Regions from separate parts of the Mus musculus genome. Here region 1 is linked to region 2. Evidence: chromatin contacts called from public HiChIP or PLAC-seq data. All regions are on one chromosome and are shown on one strand. The core of a region is the stretch at or near the end of the contact, and the rest is flanking DNA. Distances in the headings are between cores, read along the strand shown. Region 1 has its middle 46 kb from the start of Gm43868. Region 2 has its middle 19 kb from the start of Gm23002.

The links. HiChIP or PLAC-seq counts read pairs in DNA pulled down with a chosen protein or histone mark.
Region 1: an H3K27ac HiChIP or PLAC-seq map of acute myeloid leukemia shows a contact between it and region 2, with 5 times the contacts expected there. The contact joins two enhancer-like sites. A contact is called at or near these places in 4 of 484 Hi-C or Micro-C datasets (all in embryonic stem cells), 1 of 115 datasets of contacts at active chromatin or transcription factors (acute myeloid leukemia) and 1 of 9 other capture datasets (embryonic stem cells).

What each region holds. Positions count from the first base shown.
Region 1 is chr6:112,997,021-113,003,146 of GRCm38.p6, forward strand. No RefSeq gene overlaps it. Among named protein-coding and RNA genes, the nearest start is that of Gm43868, 46 kb to the right of the region's middle. Within about 2 kb of position 3,806, at least 70 of the 459 cell types and tissues checked have an H3K27ac peak or open chromatin away from gene starts, as enhancers often do. A contact at or near this core is called in acute myeloid leukemia, where this site is marked.
Region 2 is chr6:112,571,129-112,576,929 of GRCm38.p6, forward strand. No RefSeq gene overlaps it. Among named protein-coding and RNA genes, the nearest start is that of Gm23002, 19 kb to the right of the region's middle. Within about 2 kb of position 3,638, at least 24 of the 459 cell types and tissues checked have an H3K27ac peak or open chromatin away from gene starts, as enhancers often do. A contact at or near this core is called in acute myeloid leukemia, where this site is marked.

The sequences.
Region 1 (6,126 bases), core at 2,556-5,055, 430 kb after region 2:
CAAGAAGACCTGGCAGCTTGTAAGACACCAGGAAGAACAAGCTGAGAAAGTAGTTACAGGGGCAGATCTGGAATGATGGACAGAGTCTCATGCAGGTGCCAGACATCCCACCCCAACCATGCCATTGCCACCTTGAGACTGCAAACTAAACCAAGAAAGGCCTCACCCAGCTGAGCTCCAGACACCACAGAATGCTGGGGTAAACGCAGTGGCACTGTTCCACCCAGTGTGAGTGCCTCGGTATGCTGACGCTAGCCTTCCACTTCCTTGGCTCTTAGACCACGTTTCTTAATGAGGCTTACAAGAAATCAGCATGCACTATGTACCCTGGACACGCTATCTCCCCACTTAGTGTGTGTGTTTCTACTGCATTGAGGCAGAACCTGACTTGTACAAAGCATTCAATGAGTGTTAGCCATCGTCCCACCATCATTGCCTGGCCCTGCTTACCTCCTAGTCACTCCTAGTGCATGCTCTGTGGGTGCAGCCATTCTAAAATACATTTGTCCCTATCATGTCACACTCCACACTTTCCTGGTACATGTCCCTTCTGCCTGGAGTGTCCTTCCTTCACCACATCTGCCATGTATACTCTTGGGAAAGCTTTTTTTTTTTTTTTATCTCCCCAGTCATTAGAGTATTTGCCCCTGTGATTTTCTGAGTACCTAGCTTTTGTCTTTGTTGAGGGTTTTCTCTTCTGCTACCTGTATGACCCCTGCCTCCCTAGCTGAATTCTGAAGAATGAGTGAATGCCTGGTTCACAAGCCAGCAAAGCACGTATGCTGGCTAAATTTATATCGGCTCGACTGAAGCTTGAGTCATCTGAGAGGTGGGAGCCTCCACTGTGAAAATGTCTCCGTAAGACTGGGCTGTAGGCAAGCCCATACACATTCTCTTAACTAGTGACTAGTATGGGAGGGTCAGCCCTTGTAGGTGGTGTCACTCATGGGCTAGTGGTCTTGGATGCTCTAAGAAAGCACACTGAGCAAGCCATGAAGAGAGGATCGGTAAACAGCACTCCTTCATGGCCTCTGCATTAGTTCCTGCCTCCTGGTTCCTCCTGTCTGAGTTCCTACCCTGACTCTCTTAAGATGAAGAATTATAATATGGAAGTGTAAGCAAAATAAACCCTTTCCTCTCCAGATTGCTTGATTATGGTGTTTTATCACAGCAAAGGGAACCCTAACAAAGAAATTGGTACCAGGAAGCAGGGTATTGCTGTAACAGACCTCACCAAGTTGTTTGGGGAAGGACCGTGGAAGGATATTGTATATTTGAGCTAGGAAAGCCATTGAGCATTCAAAGGTTGATGAGCTGTTGTGAGAACTTGGAAGATGAGCCTCAGAGCAGTGCAGGGGATGGAAGCCTGGCTGGTGAAGTTTCAGTTTCAGAGGGACGCAAAGACTCTTTCAGGGCCATTTGATGTTCAGAATTTAGAATCGGTGGCTCTAGTCAGCTGTGGCCAAAGAATCAGCTGTGATTAACAAGAGACCCAGAACCACTAAGGTGAAACTTTGGCTTAACTGGGACAGTTGATGCCAGTTAGCTGGAGCAGAGAAGTCAGCAGTGCCTAAGAAGGGGCCAGTATCACACCAGTATCACACCAGTATCGCAGCAATAGAAACCCTAACTAGGACACCAAGGCACACAAATGTCTTTTTAAAAGAGGTTTATTTTAATTGTATATAAATGTGTGCATTTGTGTGCAGGTATGTGCAAGCATGGGTGCAGGTAACTGTGGAATCCAGAAGAGATTGTTGAATCCCCTGGAGCTAGAGTTAGCTATGAGCTGTGAGATGCCCAGTATGAGTGCTGGCCAACAAACTCAGGTCCTCTGCAAGAGCATTGTACGCTACTAACTGTCAGCCATCTCTCCAGCACTCAGAAAAATGTTAATACATATTTCAGGAAGGGAATGAAGAAATGGTTGCTTTTACAATAGTGATTCTCAATAAGAGAGCGGTGAGGAAGCAGTTCTATCTCCTACCACATCGGAAACATCTAGAGACATTTGGCTATTGCCCTACTCGGGGAATGTTTTACTATCTTGTGGGTGGCAGACAATGATGATACTCACACCAGACAATACACAGGACAGTTCCTTTCAACAAGCCATTACCTTGACATAGATGAGATTGAGAATTTTTGTTTAGAAGACCATCACATGCCAGAGACAGACAGACAGACCTTCCTTCCTTCCTTCTGCCCTCAACAGGGCCCACTATTGATTTTCTATGCATGGTCCTTCTGAGCCTGCCTGCCATCTATGATTTTGTGACAGTAATGTGGTGTCTGTTTCTTTCCTTGCTAAAAGCTGTTGATACTGCACAGACTGTCACATGCCCAGAAAGGAAAAATCCCAGAGAGTCTGGTCTGAGTCACAGAGTGCTTGTGTTACATCTTGGATGGCTCAAAGGACCTCACGTGCCTGGGATGCAGGCTGCCTGGCTGCCCAAAGAGCTAGCCTGAGGCTGCACAAAAAAAAAAAAAAAAAAAACGAGATGGGGGCAGGTGACCCTTGAAGGTTGTGGGGCTAAATATAATCTAAGAATCCTTGTATTTGTCACCCAAAGGACCTTGGGGAGAGGGGCAGAAAAACATGAGTGACCTCTACATCTTTGTCCCCCAGGTTAAGAGCACCTGCTGCTCTTCCAGAGGTTCAAAGTTTGCTTAACAACACCCTCACCAGGCTCCCAGCACACAAAACTCCAGCCCCAAGGGGACCCAACACCCTCTCCGCCTTCCTCAAGCACCCCAACACAGGGGACATATATCCACACAGACACATGCATGTCATAAAAACAACAGAAATAAATCTAGCCTAGTGTGGTAGCACCTGCCTTTAATCCCAGCACTAAGGAAGAAGAGGCAAATGGATTTCTGTGAGCTCAATGCCAGCCTGGTCTAAATAGAGTTTCAGCCTACCCAGTGCTAGGATGAAAATCCTGCTAATAGATAGATAGATAGATAGATAGATAGATAGATAGATAGATAGATTATTTTAAAGGGTTAAGAACCATCACTCTACAGATGGGTGGTCCTGGGATGTGGGTTCGGCAGTCCGGATGATGCCCACACTGTGAGGGGTCCTGCTTACTGTTATTGCCAGTTTCAAAAGAGCAGTAGAATGCAGAAGTAAACAGCTTGAATCTTACAGCTTAATCAGACAGGCCTGACTGTGAGGCACCCTCCTGTCGCTAGGCAGTGACCTGGAGAGATGACTTTGTCATATCTGAGCCTCCTCCATGTGATGGGAACATGCTAAGTACCCACTTCCCTGGGTTGGGCTGCAGGTCCATTGCGAGTATGAGAGCCTAGACTTAACACACAGCATCACTGAAATATGTGACAGGTGTCATAAAAGGATGCTGTAGCAGGAAGACACAGGTGAGGGCCAGTATGGGCAGCCCGGCATCCTCCCAGAAGTTTTTCTGTCCAGGTAGGATGCTGGTGAACCATGATGCTCACCATAAGCACCCGACTGCAGTGAGTGCTTCGTCTATGGCGGCTCCCATGGGATATTTTACTGCCCCAACTTTATGGATGGAATAATGAGACACAAGTTTACTCACAGCCTGTTATCCTGCTGTGAAAAGGGGAAGAGTCATGACAAAGACGGTTTGGTTCCAGGTCCCTTCCCCTAGCTGCACATACACTGCCCCTGAATGCCTCCGGAAGGGGAAGAAATAAAAAGAGCCTGTTCCCTTTCTTGTTCCCAAATACCTTCTCCACCCGTAATAGCAGAAAGTGACAAATGCCTAGGAGAGGAGCACTAGCTCTGCCCACCAGGATCCACTGTGAGGGAAGCCTGCAAGGCAAGATCTAGAAGCGTCTGCAGAGAGCCGAATAAGAGAAGCACTGGGAGGCAGATGAGGCTCAGAATTGAATAAACCCGGACTCCACCTGGTGACGTAGGGTCTCTGAGCCCAGAGACATACTTTCTCAAAATTTTATTTCTCCCTGTCTGAAACAAGGCTTAGACACAATATCCCAGCTAGCTCTACAAGGCTGGGCTGAACTGGTGGGGAAGAGGCTACTGCATGCTGGGAAGTGGGAGGAGGGAGTTGGTCAGAACCTATCCCGGTAAAAGAGCGCCACCTGGTGAGGCACTCTGAGAACATTACTGGTGGCTGCTCTGACCAGATCATTGTAACCCAAGGAAGCCGCTTCTAGTCTCTGAATTTCAGAACTTACAAGGACATCGGAAGCTAGCGATGATGATAATGCCTGCAATTGTTAACTCCTTTACCCACACACATTCTCTTAACCACGCTGTTTCAAAATGGCAATGAGTTGTGAAGAATGCAAAGAATAAGTGGCGATCCTTTGTTCTGGAAATGCTGTTAAGTTACTTATTTTCCCTTAACTTTTGTTTACTTAGGGTTTGGATGGATATTCTTGTTGTTATTTTGAGACAGGGGCTCACTTTATATCTCTGGCTGGGTATAAAGGCTAGGCTGTCCTCAAACTCACAAGAGGTCCTCTGACCTCAGCCTCCCGCGTGCTGGGATTAAAGTCATGCACCATTATGCCTAGCTGTTTGTTTGTTTGTTTGTTTGTTCATTTTAGTTTTTCAAGGCAGGGTTTCTGGCTGTCCTGGAATTTACTCTGTAGACTAGGCTGACCTCGAACTCATAGAGATCCTCCTGCCTCTGTCTCCTAAGTGCTGGGATTAAAGGAGTGCGTCATGCTTGTTTTTAGTAGTAAGCACACAGCATGAGACTTTCCTATATTCAGGCAGGGCGGCACTGACTCCGGCGTGATGTTGTATAGGTCTTAAGAACTCACCCATCCTGAGTAACTTAAACGATACTGAATGCTGCTGATTACATGATTAACCTTGTCCAGAATAATTTATTCTTATGACTTCATTTAGCCCCTCCCCCAAGGAACCACGTGAGTGGAGGAGGAACCAGAAGAGTACAGCACTCACTGCGTCAGCGCCTAAGACTCTGCCGACTTGAAAAGTCCACACTAACACGTGTAATGCGAATTACACTTGATAAACATGCATTTACTAAAGCCGTATGACCACTGCAGGAGAGAGAGGTTGTTCTCACAGTTAGGGAACTGTAAATGTGCTGCGTTTGAATCTTAAATGTCCTTCAAAGGCTCATGTGTTAAACAGTTGGTTCCTGGGCCAAGGTGTTGCTAGGTGTTGCTAGGAGGAGGTAGAACTTCAAGATGTGGAGCCCTAGGGGGAAGCTTTAGGTAATAGGGAAAGGCAAGACCTGAGGGAATTATGGGACTCTGGTCTCTTCGTTTATCTGCACCTGACGTGAAGGGCTCTCTTCTACACTGTGTGTTGCCACTATAATGTGCCACACCACGGGTTCAGAAGTAAGGGGACCAACCATTCACAGACTGAGATTTCCAATCTATGGGCTAAAATACACGGTTCCTTTTGACAGGTTTGTTGTCTCCAGTATCTGTGGCCGCTCTGGAAAGCCGACTACACAAGGTGCTGGGTGCTGAGCATTGGCTGATGTTTAGAGGTGCACCTGACCAAGGGACTGGGGAGTCAGTCTTCATGCTGAGGAAACTATCCATTTGGAAAGAGGCAGAGACATGACTAAGCCCTTTGTAAGATTGACATACAATATGGACGCATCTAGAAGCCAGAAGAGCTGACTTGCTCTACGGAAAGAACTGTCAAAATGGCTATGCCCGGGGTGATTCTGCCCCAAGCATCTGCATCCCTCATGAGGGCTCTGCTCGAAGACTATCTGCCCCATCTTTCCTTTTGACATCTCAGCTCCTTAACAACACCTGTGTCCTGATCTCCTGATAACCAGAGCCCAACAAGGAGCGGAGCAATGGCTGCTAAACAGATATTTATTCAGAAGAGGCCTCTAATTCATCTGTCTTTCCCCCAGTCCTTCCTCTTGTTCCTGGTACCCACACAGATTAGCCCCTAGTTCCTCAAGGGACATCTAAGGATGTGGAGATTCAGAGGCAGCCTCCAGCCTAAACAAACTAATGACGCCTCACAGATGCGGCTCTTCACCAGCCCCCCTGGCACAAGGTCAATTAAGACAGTAAAGCTGACAACAGGCACAGATGCCCTTCACTGAGCCCTCACTCCGTGCTAGCCTGCTGCTAAGCCCTATTGCATGACCAAATGAC
Region 2 (5,801 bases), core at 2,388-4,887:
GACTTTATACAACCAATCAATCAACCACTCAGGATTTGCTTGCATGAACTCACTTATTCCTGAACCCGTAAGGTGGAAGGAATGGAAGATTAGAAAAAGAAGAAGAAGAAGAAAAAGCAAAGGAGGAGGAGGAGGAGGAGGAGGAGGAAAGGGAAAAACAACAATTTAACTACCCAGCAGTGTTTCTGACCAAGTTAAATGATTCTATTTGCTGACCATATTAATTAAACATTAAAGTTATTACAAATTCAATATAGCAGTATGGATAGATCACTCTAACTTGGTAAGACAGAAAAGACTAGGACACAAGAATGTATGTGTAGAAGCAAATCCAGTAATAGGACCACAGTGGACTATCAGGTGCCTGGATGAAGTGAATTCACTGATGTGTTACATGAGTGAGTGGCTTCACTTTCCAAATTCTAAATATTCTTCAATATAATTCTTAAACATGTTAACATGGTAAGGTGAATAATTAAAGAGAAACTTCTTAACTGCATTAAGTCTGGTTAAGATACTGAAAGGCAAACATAGCTCACTGTCTGCTAGCTGAGGTCAGGTCTGAGAGAGATTCATTTTGAGTGATGCCACCATGGAGGGAGTAAAGCCTTCAGAGCACCTAGGCACCTGTCCGAATTCAAGCCTGCCTTCTGTTTTAACCAAAGCGTGAGAAAAGGTGACTCATGGATGTAAACTAAGTGTGAAGAGTTCATTTTACATGTTGGCCTGATATTAAGTGCAGCCTCTTTGTGCCACCCAGACGTCACCTCTGAAGCCCCAAGAGAAACTAACTCTAAGCCTAACCCTGAAAACACAATTATTGTTCAGAGCCACAACAAGAAGTGTGCATATAACTGGCAAGTGGGTTGTAGTCGCCAGTATACTACCCACAGTCTCAGAGAAGAACACGCTCCCTGAAGGTGTCAGTTGGTGGCCCCAGAGCTTCTCATCAGGGGAGTTCTGAGTGGCAAGATCTCAAGGTGAATAGCAGCAGGTTCTAGGTATTGACAGCCAATACTTCTGGGCATACCCTCAATGGTCTTGGGGAGAAAAAGGACTCATGTGAAACAGAGGCTCTGGATTGACTGCCTGGGGCCCAGGGTGAGAAAAGTAGTCACTCATCCCTCTAGCACCCACCAGTTTCTTTCAGAGGGATGAACATTTTCAGGAGAGCCACAGTTGTTGGCTCCCCACTGAATGTCTTCACTCAAATGCCTTTGTCTCAGGCATACTGATATCAGCATGACATAGATAGAAGCCCCTATTTAAAAGCGACATTGAAATCTGTGCTGGCTATTTTCATGCCAACTAACTAACACACTAACTAACTAACTAACACACTAACTAACTAACTAACTAACTAACTAACTAACTAACTAACACAAGTCAGAGTTATCTGAAAGGAGAGAACCTCAATGGAGAAAATGCCTCCAGAAGATCCAGCTAGAGGGCATTTTCTTAATTAGTGATTGATGGGACAGGGCCTAGCCCATTGTGGGTGGTGCCACCCCTGGGCTGGTGGTCCTGGGTTCTGTAAGACAGCAGGCTGAGCAAGCCATAAAGAGCAAGCCAGGAAGCAGCACTCCTCCATGGCTTCTGCATCAGTTTCTGCCTCCAGGACCCTATCCTGCTAGAGTTCCTGTCCTGCTTGAGTTCCTGTCTTGACTTCCTTCTGCAGTTGACTGCAATGTGGAAGTACAAGCCAAATAAACCCTTTCCTCCCTAACTTGATTTTTGATCATCAGAGTAAATTGGTTTCATCAAAGCAATAGTAATCCTAATTTTGATAGGTTTTATTGCTGCTGTTGTGGTGGTGGTGGTTGTTTTGAGACAGGGTCTCACTAGGTAGCCTTGTCTGGCTTGGAGTTCACTAAGTAGACCAAGCTGGCCTTGAACTCAGAGATCTGCTTCACTCTGCCTCCTAAGTAGTTGGAGCATATTACTCCATTTGCTAAGGCAAGAACTCTTAACTAGAAAGTTGAAGTCCTAATAATAGGCTGTAGGTCACACACCAAAATAGGTTGTACGTTTAATGCTTTCAGAGGGCAGAGAAAAACTGGCTATGTTGTCCTGTCTTCACACGCACCATGTACAGATAGAACAAGTTCATCTGCTCAGGGAGGTCGGGGAGGAGGCAGGTGTTGAGCCCAGCAGCCATGTCTAGTCTGAAGCTTTGCTCCCATGCTTCTGGCAGCAAGATGACAGACCCCATCATTGATAATGCTCAGACACAACAATGTCCAGAAGAAGGAGGGGACACGTTCACTCTCCACGTCTGCTTCCTTTTGACAAGAAGGAAGACTTCCAGAAACATCTAGAACACTTCCTTTTAGAGCTCTGACAATAACTGCACCAAAATGCTTTTGCCTAAACTAATTATTGTCAAAGGAGACAAAATGGATACTTTGACGTGTGGAGGAGTGGATTCAGCAAATGGAAGCAGAATTCTATTACTGTGGCAGAAGGAATGCCATAGAGCATTAATTAGAGTGTCACTACGTCTGTCTAAGTGCCCCATACTCTTGACATTACTCTTTTCTACCAAACCTCACATGTCTCACCTCATATCTAGGTGTCCACATGCCTGCCTCACCTGAATAACAGCCTCGTTTTAATTGACTTGATTTCCAATCTACCCAGGTAGCTCCGTTTCTCAGAGATGGCTTCTTTAGAAAACATCCCTCCTTCCTTGAAGTGTGCCAAGAATGTCTCCTTGGGACTCCTTGCTCTGCTGTCTTCCTTTATCGCTCTCCTTGCCTTTGTCCACCTTTGTCTTTAGTTGATCATGTGACCCATCTTCCCCAATCAGAGAGCAAGCACTATGTGTAGCTTATGATCCTCCCCACACAGTGTCATCTCTCTTCCCGGCGCGCTGTCCTTGCTCTGTTGTTCGGTTACAAACCAATCAAATAGCATCAAAGAGCTGAGCTCTGACCACCTGTCTAGTACTTCAAGCTCTGCCACTCAAGCCCCATGTCTGTGCTCTTAGTTAGCAACCCTCTGAGGGGGCATGAAGCATGTGACAAGCTGGGTTGGGAGGCTGTGTACTCTATTTGCCTTCAAGCATCAACTCATGGTGAAAGCCCACATTCTTGGGAAGCTACTGAGCAGCAGAGTTGGACCATTGGGAGCATCCCCACGGCTTTTTCCCCAGCCCAGAGGACCCAAGTCATCCCATAGCAACAGTCAAGACAATACAGGAAATGGGCCAGTTCTTCAGCACTGACTTTATGTCTACAATTAAATTAAACCAGGTTCCTTGCCTCGAGGAGAGCTGACCTTCAGTCTTTGGAATCTCCAAACTTCTGTTTCAGAATCCCACTCTCTTCATGCCAACAAACACAACCTGAATGCCTATGACAGCATCCTGTATCTCTGCCTCTGCAGTCATGACCTGTAAGCCCTTTGTCTTCATTAGGATTTCTATTATTGTGATGAAACACTATCACTAAAAGCCACTTAGGGAGGAAAGGATCTCTTTAATCTTACAGCTTGTAGTCCATCACCATCCTAGAACGTCAGAGCAAGAACCTGGTGTCAGGAACTTTGAAGGACTGCTGCTTACTGGCTTACTTTTCATAACTTGTTTATCCTGCTTCCTTATTCCACTGAGGACCGCCCCCACTAGGGGTGGCATCACTCACAGTGAGACAAGCCCTCCCACATCAATCAGCAACTAAGAAAATGCATCACAGGCTTAGCCACAGGCTAACTGTGTGGATACATTTTCTCAACCAAGATTCCCTCTTCTAAAATTACGCTTGCTTGTGTCAAGTTGACATAAAACTGACCTACAGGCTTTATGAGTCTTCACCTGCTAGTGATATCCTTTCAGTCTCTTAGCTGACCCAACCCTACCCCAAACACTCAGGCTAGCAAATGTTCTCTGAATCTACGAATGTCAAAGAAAACCAAAGTCGAAGAGTAGCCAGCACAAAACAACAGATATTATTTGAGGACTATTACAGTAGGTAATGAGACACCCGAGAACCCTGGAGGACATCTTAAAAGCAGAGTTTAAACAAGTGGAAGTGTATAGCCAACAAGCAAATGTGAGTGATCAGCAGTTGGAAAGTTACCAGGAGGAAGTGGTAATAATGGACCCGGGCTTGCCGGACTTCACAGTGGACCCTGGCTAGCCTGACATCACAGTGGACCCAGGCTAGCCCGACATCACCAGCTTGTTGCTGAATGTGGGCCAGGGCGAGGCCTAAGACACAAGCAGATGCTAAGGGGCAGGGATTCTCACTAAGCTCACTTGATGGGGTTCTTGAGGAAACTGTGTTACAGAAAGAGAAATCCAAGCGTCCTAGATGAGAAGGAGACCTGGAAGAGCCTGACACGAATTTGGCCAAGTGCCGAATTTTTGTTGCAACACAGTAGTGCCTGATGCAGGAAATGGTTTGTAACCAAAGCAATTTGAAAAGGGGAGTAGGACTTTATGTGGTTAGGTGCTTAAGGGTCTCAAAGTATACATTGTCCAAGAAACTACCCAAATGACTACTGGTGTTGGTCTCCAATTTGGAAAGAACATGCTAGGCTTTGAAGTATGACAGATACGGGTTCAAATCTTAGATCTCCCACCAATAGCTGTGTGACAATGACCAGAATAGACCATGTCAGCAAGCTTCGGCTTCCTCATCCCTTAATGGCAGCACGCCCTTGGTATCTTTTTCCTTTTTTGTCTTTGGAGACACTGTTTCTCTGTTGAGCCCTGGCTGTCTTAGAACTCACTCTGCAGAACAATCTGGCCTCCAACTCAGAGACTCGCCTGCCTCTGCCTCAAGTGCTGGAATTAAAGGCGTGCCCAGCATAGCCTTGATATCTTACAGAGTTGTGACGATTTAACTAAGATGCATTGCTTCTAAAGAACTGGACCTAGCCTCTGAGCTCAGTAAATGGGTGCCTCAAGTTAGGTTTCTGTTGTGGAGAGCCCTGGGGCTAATTATATTTGTTGTTAATTCCGTTCTCTTGTGAGTGGTTGCGAACAAGGAATGGGTCAACACTCAGGTGATTTCCTGTAAACCTGCTTCCCACCTTAATTTGTAAAATAAAGGAGAGCTGATGATTGGACAGATAAGAGGGAAGGTGGAGCAGAAGGTAGAGAGAGAGAAGAAGGAGAAAATGGAAGAGGGAGAGGATGCAGAGGAAGAGGAAGACAAAGAAGAGCAGAGCAGAAGCACATGGCCTGGAGAAACCGCAAGTTCTAAGGGGACTCAGATGTGGAAGGTGGTAGTGTAGCGGTAGATCTGCCCAATCTAGGTGCACAGCATGTGTTCATATTAACTGTGTTGTGTTTTCTTTGCTGGGGCATATCTGGGAAGAGATTTACTGCAACAGGTAGACAGAGCATGCAGAACCCACAGAACTTTCAAGGGAAAATGATTCAACTATCAACTTAGCTTAGTGGTTCTCAACCATAGAGAATCATTCCGGGGGAGAGGGGGCTTTCAAAAAACACTATCTCCAAGACTAAGCACAGACCAATTAAATCAGTCTCTCTAAGGCCAAAGAATGGGTCTCTATGTTTCCTCAAAACACAGAGTAGAGAGCCACTGTTCTGGAACACTCTGCCCACCTTGAAGAAGAAACAGTCCCAGAAAGGTGAATGGAGTTGAGTTGCTGGGGGATGTCTTGTTTTGTTTTGTTTTGTTTTGTTTTGCTTTGTTTTCATATTTGATCTTCATTTTAAGCTGTCAGAAGACCTTATGGGCTCTGATTCTATCTGCCAATGACAAGGTCTTTTCCAGCCAGCTCACTTAGTCGGTTTGTTTCTTGTGTCCTCACCCAGTCCTCTATAT